Regions from separate parts of the Mus musculus genome. Here region 1 is linked to region 2. Evidence: chromatin contacts called from public HiChIP or PLAC-seq data. All regions are on one chromosome and are shown on one strand. Each heading gives the region's core, a stretch centred on a gene start, on an enhancer-like site or on the middle of the called end of the contact. The rest is flanking DNA. Distances are from core to core; before and after follow the strand shown. Region 1 holds the start of Psmd3 (proteasome (prosome, macropain) 26S subunit, non-ATPase, 3). Region 2 holds the start of Zpbp2 (zona pellucida binding protein 2).

What was found. HiChIP or PLAC-seq counts read pairs in DNA pulled down with a chosen protein or histone mark.
Region 1: a contact with region 2 is called in an H3K27ac HiChIP or PLAC-seq map of embryonic stem cells, with 12 read pairs. The contact joins the promoter of Psmd3 here to the promoter of Zpbp2 in region 2. A contact is called at or near these places in 3 of 39 promoter capture datasets (erythroid cells, macrophages and neural stem cells), 4 of 484 Hi-C or Micro-C datasets (the G1E-ER4 cell line, embryonic stem cells, liver and 1 more), 10 of 115 datasets of contacts at active chromatin or transcription factors (the 230-238 cell line, the SCID.adh cell line, effector CD8 T cells and 2 more) and 3 of 9 other capture datasets (adipose tissue, liver and pancreatic islet).

Annotation. Positions count from the first base shown.
Region 1 is chr11:98,680,615-98,685,979 of GRCm38.p6, forward strand. It overlaps Psmd3 (proteasome (prosome, macropain) 26S subunit, non-ATPase, 3), which reads left to right and starts at 1,940. Exons shown (of 12, transcript NM_009439.1): 1 at 1,940-2,323; 2 at 4,868-5,058; 3 at 5,320-5,365. The coding sequence starts at 2,116.
Region 2 is chr11:98,549,699-98,555,094 of GRCm38.p6, forward strand. Zpbp2 (zona pellucida binding protein 2) reads left to right here and starts at 1,399. Exons shown (of 8, transcript NM_027061.2): 1 at 1,399-1,624; 2 at 1,745-1,810; 3 at 2,760-2,885; 4 at 4,125-4,286; 5 at 4,853-5,071. The coding sequence starts at 1,576.

The sequences.
Region 1 (5,365 bases), core at 690-3,189, 130 kb after region 2:
CAGATGAAGGGCCGAAGACACCAAGACATCTTGATCAGAAGGCAGCCAAGCCAGGAGGAGACTCTCTTCCACTCTGAGCAGAGCTTGAGCACTAGGAGACTTCAAACCCTGCCCCCGCCCCCCCCCCCCCCACTGTGAAGCTCTTTCTCCAACAAGGCCACACCTAATAGTGCCACTCCTTATGGGTCAAGCAAGGTCAAACCACCAAATTTACATTCTTTAAAAAAAAAAAAAAGCCCAATGCCTGGCAAAAACAGAAGTGGATGCTCACAGTCAGCTATTGGATGGAACACAGGGCCCCTAATGAAGGAGCTAGAGAAAGTACCCAAGGAGCGAAAGGGGTCTGCAACCCTATAGGTGGAACAACGATATGAACTAACCAGTACCCCCACCCCCCAGCTTGTGTCTCTAGTTGAATATGTAGCAGAGGATGGCCTACTTGGCCATCAATAGGAGGAGAGGCCCCTTGATATTGCAAAGATCATATGCCCCAGTACAGAGGAATGCCAGGGCCAGGAAGCTGTGGTGGGTGGGTTGGGGAGCAGGAAGGGGGAAGGATATAGGGGGCTTTGGAGATAGCATTTGAAATGTAAGTGAAGAAAATATCTAATTAAAAAAAAAAGCATTTATGCTTAGTAGTGGTGGCAAATGCTTGTAATTCCAGCATTTGGGAAGCAGAGTGAGTTCCCAGACATCCAGGGCAATACAGAAAAACCTTTAAAAAAAAAAAAAAAGCATTTATTTATGGGGGAGGGGAACTCGAGCCTCAGCATGCTTATGGAGGTCAGAGAAAAGCGTGAGACTCAGTTCTCTCCTTCTACCATGGGACCCAGGGATCAAACTCGTGTCTTCATACTTGGCAAGCACCTTTACTCACTTGAGCCATCTCACCACCCCCTCAACATTACTTTCTTTTTTTTTTCTTTTTTTGGAGACAGGGTCTTTTTGTGTAGTTCCCGCTGTCCTGGAGCTTGCTATGTAGACCAGGCTGGCCTTGAACTCAAAGATCTCCCTAGTGCTGAGATTAAAGTTGTGTACCACTGAGATTAAAATTATGTACCACACCTAGCCCTACATTACATTCTTGAGCTGGTGTTTGTTTGTTTGTTTACTTTTTCGGGAAAGGGTTTCTCCGTGTAGCCCTGGTGGTCCCGGAACTCACTCTGTAAACCATGCTGAGCCTCGAACTCACAGAAACCCACCCGTCTCTGCTTCCTGAGTGCTGGGATAAAAGGCATGCACCACCACGCTGGGCATGTTGGGTTTTTCAACAATCTTATATATACTGGCCCTGAGCAGTATACAACGTGGACTCCTATTATTAAATTTGACTAATTCTACACAAATACACACGACCCCCACATTCCCAGGCTGCAGAGAAGGTATGCCTTATACTCAGCATTATACAAAAATTTGACAAGGAAGTTCGGATGCCCTGGGGGTTGAGCTCAGTTTATCGAAAGCCAAACAGCCTAGCTACACGTCCACAAGCTCCTTTTCTTTCTGGTGCTGGAAGCATCTGGCGGGCGTTGAGAGCACGAGCCTGGCGGATTTCATTGGGGACCTGACCCGCGCAAACTGGGAGAGCTTGACCGGGGCGGGGGTTAGGGGGGTGGAGAGGAATCTGCCCGGCAACTCATGATGTCATCCCCATCTGAGCTCCGATAGGTCCTACCCACTTACATGTTAGAGTCTGTTGTAGCCCAGCTTGGAGTCTAAAGTGACCTCTCGCGGACATCCAAAGATGTACACTAGAGAGGAAGATAAAATCACCACTCTCAGGTCCCACAAATTCCTGCAGACTCCTCCCAGTTCCTAGAAGGTCCGCCTTCATCGTTTCTTGAAGACTCCTCCCACTTCCTAGAAGATCCGCCTTCATCGTGCACCTCGGCTGTTGATTTATTTTCCCTCCCTGGACTCGGCCATCTGCTCGCCATGCCTGGCATTTCCCAGAAGCCCCAGCGCCGGGAAGGAGTTTGCAGCTGCTCGGTCATCGTGCGGCCCGACGCGAGCCCGCGCTGGTGTGCAGGCCCGGCTCTGTGCCTGGTCTCTGGTGTGAGGGTTTACGCGAGGCCCCTGCTTCGGTCCCCGGACTAGGCCTCGACCCCGGGCGCCATGAAGCAGGAGGGCTCGGCGCGGCGCCGAGGCGCCGACAAGGCAAAGCCGCCGCCGGGAGGGGAACAAGAACCGCCGCCACCGGCCCCCCAGGATGTGGAGATGAAAGAGGAGGCAGCAGCTGGGAGCGGCTCCACGGGGGAGGGAGACGGCAAGGCAGCTGCGACCGAGCACTCCCAGAGAGAGCTGGACACTGTCACCTTAGAAGGTACGGGAGCCCACGTCGGGGTCGTGCCGCGATCACCGGTGACAGCGGCCAGGGTGATGCGACTTCTTGCTGGGACCTCTGCGTAGCCTCCACCTACCTTGGTTCCTTCGGTCAATGGAGCTGGGGTCAGAAGTGCCCGCCCAACCACCCTGACTCCCTCGACCCCAGCCGATGACCGAACCTGTTCTCCAGTCTGCGGACTGCTCTCCTCCTCTGGGGTTGCATCTTAGTCTCACCGAGCCTTTTCTTCAGTCCTTCCCAGTGATCTACTCCATCCGACCGATTCTAGCGCCTGTTATTGCTATGTAGAAAGTAGCATTTGTATTTGTGTCTAGAGAAACCAGGGTAACAGATTACACTAGCCTCTTAGTTTAAGAGTTTATAAAAATGGGTTCTGTAGCTCTAGGCTCCTTTAGCAAACTCCCTCGGAGAGCCATTTCTACCTTCTGCCTTCCTTCTGTAGTTGAAGCATCTAAACTAAAAGTCCCGGTGCACTTTTCCACTCTCTTAAGGACCTTACCCCTCCTTTCCTAAAGAGTTCAAGCACACGCACGCTTTTACTTCTGAATCAGACCCCCTCCCCCCCCACCCCTGCCTTCTTTCTCTTTTAGTTTATAATGCCTACCTGTGGCCCCGACTCCTATAAGCCAACACCAGAGACCCGTTCTCAGGCTCCTATTGTCCCCTTGTCCCGCTTAAGTTGCTCTTTTACTTTTTCCACTTAGTATATCTTGTCCATGTGCGCGCGATGAGACTTTTCCGGGTGATCTGTAGTTTTTTCTCTCTGTGTGTGTGTGTGTGTGTGTGTGTGTGTGTGTGTGTCTCAACTGCACGAGAAACTACTTTAAAACATGGTGATAGGCCAAGTCATGCCCTGAGTTGTACTTTTGAGTGTAAGTATGTATAGACTGCATCAACTCCCATTCTAAACTTGGTAACAAGATCTGTATACAGTAAAGGTCTTCTTTCCTGAAATAAAAGTTTCCAGTGGCAGAAATGTCACTCAGCATCGTGAAATATTTCATGGTTTGTATTCACTGTAGAAATTCTGGAACATGTGAGCATTTTAAAGCAACAGGGAGAAACTTTTAACCAGAGTTGACATATTTCCTCGTGTATTTTCAAACTGCTCCATAATTGAAATCACTTAAGTATTCAATTTGGATCAGGGCATTCGTATGTAAAGATATTGTCATTTTCTTTTTGTTGTCTTCATTTAATACATCCATGAACATAGGGTTCAACTTATGCAAGAAGCATTTGTTGACTACTTAGTATAGTGATGGAGATTATATAAAGTCCAGAATCCGTTTCCCTGTTTGTGTGGGTGAATTAATAGCATTAGCTGTTTTGTTTGGGTTATTGTGAACATGGGAGCTCATGAGCTGTGCTAGCACATGATAGAAATACATGGTGGGCCCTCCATACATAGTCGCTGTAACTGTAGCAGTTACTGTCACACGCGAAGCACCCGTTGTTAAGTGGGCAGTGAGACTCAGAGCATTCTCTTAACTGCTGCACATCTAAGTTCTTCTTTTTTCTCATTTCTTGCTCTTTTAAGTAGTTTTGCAGTCCTCACTATTCCAAAGTTTTCAATCTACTTTTGTAACTACTTAAATATGGCTTCCCAGAATTTGTATACCTAAGTCAAAAAGGGTAAACATGTTTGAATTTCAGTGTGTGTGTATGTGAGTGTGAGTATCTTATCTGCATGTTTGTAAATGCACCACCTGTGTGCAGTGCCCACCAAGGCCAAAAGAGGTCATCTGATCCCCTGGGACTCTAGTTATGGGCAAGTGTGAGCCACCATGTGGGTGCTGGGAGCGGGGCCTCTGGACAGAGTGGCTGATACTCTTAACCACTGAGCCATCTCCTTACACCCCAGTTCTAAAGTTTTTTATATTGTCCTAAAAAATCTGACTTACAAATAAATGTTCTTTTCCCTACTGTTTAGGTTGCCACTCTTTTAAATATTGCTAATTTATGAGTATAAAAATGGTTCTGTTTTTAGATTTTTGAATGCCACCAAAGCACAGTCCTCCTGTCTTTAGGCGCGTTGCCATCCCTGGTTGTGTCCACGTCCACTTTTGTTCTGAAGTTATGGCAGTAGTTTCTCTTACCTGGTTACAGAAACTCTTTGTGAAATGAGATGTGAGTCCGGTTGTATCGTTGCGTGTTTCTTTTCAGAAGGCTTTTTTGTGGTTACACTCGTGGTGTGACGTCCCTGTGTGAGAGTTCTCCATTATTTACAAAGCCTCCCCATGTTTTGAGCTCTGGTGAATCTCCATGAGTTTCTTCTACTTTGTTTCTCAGCTGTTTTCTTTTCTAGGCCTTCCTGCTGACCTCTGCCCTATCCCTGCCCAGCTAGCTTTTTCCTTGTTTCCTGGTATATCTGAAAATTGGTGTGCCTCACCCACAAATATTGCTTAGCCCTATTGGGCCAAAAAGGGTAAATGTACACGCCACCCCCTTTGTAAGACACTCCATGGAACTGTTCCCCAAGGAGTTGCAAGTCACATCTTTTTCCTCTCTGGTCCTCTGCAGACATCAAAGAGCACGTGAGACAGCTAGAGAAGGCTGTTTCCGGCAAGGAGCCTCGGTTCGTGCTGAGGGCGCTGCGGATGCTGCCGTCCACGTCACGCCGCCTCAACCACTATGTTCTGTACAAGGCTGTGCATGGCTTCTTCACCTCCAATAACGCCACTCGAGACTTCTTGCTACCCTTCCTAGAAGAAGTGAGTGGGGCTAGCTTCAGGGGTGTCTGATAGAATTTGCAGGGATCTTGAGTGTGGTAGTTTCCTCCTTAAGTCAGGACTTCTATGAAACTCTTGACCTTGTTATTGTACTCTATTGTTAGCCTCTTGGCACTCCGGGAGCGGGAGAAGGACTGTCTTTAGTTTTGTCTGCTCAGCATCTGGCAAATTCTCTGTGTATCTTGGGGAACACACGGTGAGTGCCCAGCAGTAAACTCTGTTGTTTGCTCTGTCCTCTCCCAGCCCATGGACACAGAAGCCGACCTGCAGTTTCGTCCTCGCACAGGAA
Region 2 (5,396 bases), core at 149-2,648:
AGAGTTAAGATTTAACACATAAGTTTATGAGAATCGTGTGCAATAACTGAGAAGTTAGTAATACTTTGTACTTTTGGAAAATGTTTTGATTAAATCTGAAGTGAGGTGTCTCTGCGGTTATGAACACTGGCTGCTCTTCTAAAGGACCCACGTTTGATTCCCAGCATCCAAATGGCTGCTCACAACCATTGTTAACTCCAGTCCCAGAGGCGACACACTCTTTGGCCTCTGTGGGCAGTGCATGCCTGTGGTGCACAGACAGACAGAAATGCAAGCAAAACACCCATCCACATTTTTAACAGTTGAGGCTAACCCATGAGTCTAGACGTAGTAACTGACAGGGGGTGGATCTGACTCATTGAATCCCATTTCATGCTTGTGCTAGATCGATAAAATTAACAGTGACTAAAAATGAAATTACTGACAAAGGTTGCTCCTGGACCATCTGAGACAGTCCAAATACTGACTCGGCTCAAAGGAAATAAAACTGAAAACTCCTGATCTCACCCCAAATAACCATTCTGCACCCTATCTGAACCTTGGGCTCTCTCCCTAACCAACCTACTCAAAACCACTACTGAGAGCGGTGCTCTACTGCCAAGAGGTAAACAACACCTAAAGTCTTTCAGGTCACCTAAAATAGCAGTCAAGATGGGACCACGCATGATGGGGTTAGCGACTCAATTCAGTAAAGGCCCTGGGTTTGGTCCCCAGCACAGGGTTCAGAAGAACTTTGAAAGACTATTTTGGAGCTCCCTGAGAGTGACTTATCTCACATCAGCTGAGGAAAAGATCACCCGCTCTCGCCTTCCTTTCGAAGGGACCCATTCTCTAAAGCAAAGTTACTTCCGAATAAATTTGCATGAGGGGGTGTCCCTTACATCATCTCACACTCTAAGCTGAAAAAAATAAAGGTTTAACCTTCCTCCACGTGGGAAGGTCTGAGGGCACCCTTCTGAAGCACAGAGGAGAGGGCTCTTCAAGGTCTTGGTTTTGTATGCCAGAAAAATGCAACTAGGTGAAAACTGGATGTGACGTTTTGACAGATCCAGCAACGCTAGCAACGTTAGCTCGGGGTTCCAGAGCTGAGCCCTCGCTTTTAGGAAATTCTCACAAACATCTCCCTTCTTCTGATCGCCAAACTACGGCATCCTTGGGCTGCTCAGAGCCGCCGCCACCGTCCTTAGGACCCACTGTGTTCACTCATCAGTTCCTTTAGTCTGAGGAAGTCTTGAGTTCGTTTCCTTTACTCGTCACACCACCAGGCCGACTAGAGCTAGAGAGCGGGAACACGGGACCCAAGGAGAGGTGCGAAAGGCTCGGAGGGTGCAGCGCTCCGCAACTGCGCGTGCGCCAGGAGGCGGGGCTCTCCATCTGCGAGCGCTTGCCCCGCCCCTCGTGCCAAGCCGGAACACGCAGGCGCTCTCGGGCACAGCCGCCCCCGTGATAGCCTGGGACCGGTAGGGAAGATGCCCTTGGCGGTTTGCTTCGCTCTGTAGAGGAGCGATGGGGAGGCGTTGGGCCTGGCCTGAGGTAGGAGGGCACCCAGCCGTCGCCACTAGTGCCTGAGCCGTGATGCTTGCGTGGGCCCTACTCTACGCGGTGCTCTGGTCTCTCGCAGGAGGTGGGGCTTGGCCCGCAGGCTCCTCCCCCGTCCCTCCTTCTTCGCCTCCGCCCCGCCCCGCCCTGAACCGTGTGTCCTCCAAACACTAATAATAAGCCAGAGGTGTTCTCTCCTCCGCAGTTGGATCGCAACGTTCTTCCTTATTCAATATCAAAGGCTTTGTTTACGGCACGGTAGGGCACCCAGGTAATACGTGCCTCTTCTCACGCAAGGCTTGTCCCAAGAGCTGGGGATGCATCCTCTTAGGTTCTTCAGGCAGGGAAAAGGGAGCTAGGCAGGAGGGCGTCTGTGCTCTGCAGTTCGGGAAGTTTGCATCATTGCCCTCAAAGCTAGTCTTCTATTCCAGTGTTCACCACAGATCTGCCGCTCTGATACCACGTCTCTCTTTCAAATACTTCTGCTTTGTAATGGGTGAAGGCACTTAGCAGAGTGGACGCCCCTCTGGAAGGCTCTTCTCTCCCTCTTGTATTAACCAGCCCTATTCATGCATCAAACATCAGCTCCAGTGTTACTACTCTCTGTAGTTTTCCTACATTCAGGAAAAAGTACTCCAAATTTGAAATAACACTGCACTCCGTCTAGAACAATTCCACATTTAAGGCCTTTCTCTTCCCAACACCACCATTACACTGCCAAACTGAACAATAGACTTTAGAGATTCTGATCCTGGCAATGATTGGACCTTAAAAAGTACCTTGTGAGACTAGGTACTATCTATCCAGTTGAGTCACTGTTGTACACCTTTCTAGTAAACACTGCACAAGACAACAGGAAGCTTACGCGAAATACCAAGTTTTCAGTTTTGAAATAGTTTGTCAGTCAAGCTAACATCCTGTAACATTGATTCCATAGCTCCTTATTGGAGCTATTTATTAATGTGTACGTTAAAAGGAACTTGATCTTCATTTTTCTAGACTGTCACAAAATAAAAATATTACCGACAAAGTACAGTTTAAAGGTTTACTATGGGGAAGCAGCAAAGACTTCATTCTAAATGACAACTAGCATTGGACACGTTACGAAGACTTTTTAAGTACTGAAATCCTGAAAGAACTAACTGGTATCATTGTCTAGGAGTGTGTGTGTCTTTATTTCTCTGTATAATGTAATTACGCAGAATTTTATTTTGTCACAGTAAAAATATATGTAAAGTTACATCAGGCTAGTCCTGTCCTTATTTGTATGGATATTGATCGTGCCAATAAAGAAACAGTGGACCCCACCTATTTATGGACTGGGCCAAATGAAAACACATTAAAAGGTAAATAATTTAAATATATTTTAACGGTGTGAACATTGTTTTTTTAAAAAAGCACTGCCATTATTGAAAAGAACAAATTTAATTTTAAAATTCTATTAGCTGTATTTTATTTTTGTATATGTGAGTGTTTTGCCTGCATGCGTGTATGTGCACCACATGCCCGATGCCCTCAGAGGTCAGAAGAGGATATCTGATCCTCTGGAAGTGGAATTACTACTGGTTGTAAACCACCTTGTTGGTGCTGGGAATTGAACCCAGATCCTCTGCAAGAGCAGCAAGTGCTCTTAAACAGTGGGCAATCCCTCCAGCCCCAAGAAATTTAATTTTAACTGCAATTAACTTTTCTCAACACGACAAATTATAATTTTTCTTGGCCCATGACTTAAGTTCTTCGTATGCAAAAACTAAAAGCAGATGCAAAAGACTGCACAGCCCATGTGAGCACAATACTCAAAATGTTGAGGCAGGAGGATTACAAGTTTGAAGGTGGCCTGGGCTAACCAAAGAGACCATTTTTTGTTACTTTTGTTTCCCAGTGCTTGGGACTGAATCCAGAGTCTCCCTCTCAAGCAAATTTTCTCTATGCTGTCTGGTTACCCTGCGGCAGTTATTTTTGGGCCCTACTTTTCCTAAGTACTAAACATTTTCCTAAGTACTAAAGTTTACCCATAAAACACCAGTAATATGGGATATTCAATATGTAATTTTATGTTAGAATAGTACCTTGTAATATCAACATTATTTGTGTGTTGTGTGTGTTTCTGTGTGTGTGTGTAAATATAAAATATAAATGTATTTATATAAACACGTAAATATGTATAGATATATAATTTACTGAATTACTGGCATAAATCAGTCAGAACTAAATAAAGAAAATCAACATATATTTCACAAGTGTGCCCGGCTCATGTAATTCTTTCATAGAGTAGTATGACAATTAAGGTTTTTTTTCCCCCTTGGGCTGTTGGGCCTGGTGCTACATGCCTTTAATTCCAGCACTCAGAAGGCAGAAGCAGGCAGATTTCTGTGAATTCAAGGCCAGCCTGATCTACATAGCAAGTTCTAGACCAGCCAGGGCTATGCAGTGAGACCGTGTCTTAAAAAATGTTTTATTGGGTTCTCAAGGTTCAAATAGTCTATTAATTTTTGAATTTTTGCATGTCTGTTTATAGCCCTGCGTCTACTGAATAATGTTTAAGTTACCTGTTGAGTAACCCAGCGATTTCCTCTTTTGATCAGGGAATAGCCAGATAAATATAACAAACACAGGAGAACTGGTACTGAAGGATTTCCTGGAGCCGTTATCTGGACTTTACTCATGTATGCTTTCCTATAAGACTATCAAAGCAGAAACCCAAGAAGAAACTATGATAAAGAAGAAATATGACTTTCTGGTCTTTGGTAATAATATATATAATAATAATATAAGGTCCTGAGCCATCTTTCCAGTGCCCCAAAAACATCCTTACATTTTAAGATGTATTTTTATTATGTGTCTCATGTGTGTGTGTGTGTGTGTGTGTGTGTGTGTCACGTGCATGTGAGTGCAGGAGCCAGCAGAGGCCAGAAGAGGGCGTCTGATGCCCAGGAGTTAGGAGCAGCTGTGAGCTATCTGATGGGGGAGGCTGGGAACCACAGCTCCTAACTTCTGTGCCATCTCTTGAGCCCCAATGGCTTTTTGACACTATTAACTTACCTGTATTGCTACCACACGGTAGCCATTTCTCTTAAGTAGACAGACATCTAATAATGATAATGACCGGTTTTGTTGTTGTTGTTTCATTAAAATTATTAGTTATATGTATTGTATAAACAGACCAATGGAATTATCTAGACCATTTACTAGATAAGTACGATTTTGAAACTGATTTGCAAAATTAACGATGTTGAATGTTACATGTTTTTGGAAAAACGCAGCAGAAACTAATGCAAGACACAACTGTTTTTATTCTCACCTTTCTCTAAAGCATATCGGGAACCTGATTATTCTTACCACATGGCCGTGCGTTTTACCACAGGATCTTGTGTAGGAAGACACAATGACCTGCTCTTTAGAGTGCTGAAGAAAATCTTGGATAACTTAATCTCTGATTTATTGTGCCATGTCATAGAGCCATCATACAAATGCCATTTTGTTAAACTTCCAGAGAGGGACTTCCTGTATGAGCTGTTCATAGCCTTTCAAGGTGAAACCATTTTACAACGTTAATTTTATGGCTTTAATTCAAAACCATAATAGATTATAAAATGAATCGCCGCCGGGCGTGGTGGCGCACACCTTTAATCCCAGCACTCGGGAGGCAGAGGCAGGAGGATTTCTGAGTTCGAGGCCAGCCTGGTCTACAAAGTGAGTTCCAGGACAGCCTGGAGAAACCCTGTCTCGAAAAACCAAAAAAAAAAAAAAAAAAAAAAGAATCGCCATATAAACACGAGATGTCTCCTACCTATAATAAGTTTGAAGTGTTTGCTAAGCACTAATCTACTGCCTGGTTGTGGTTTTAAAGTCAGCCT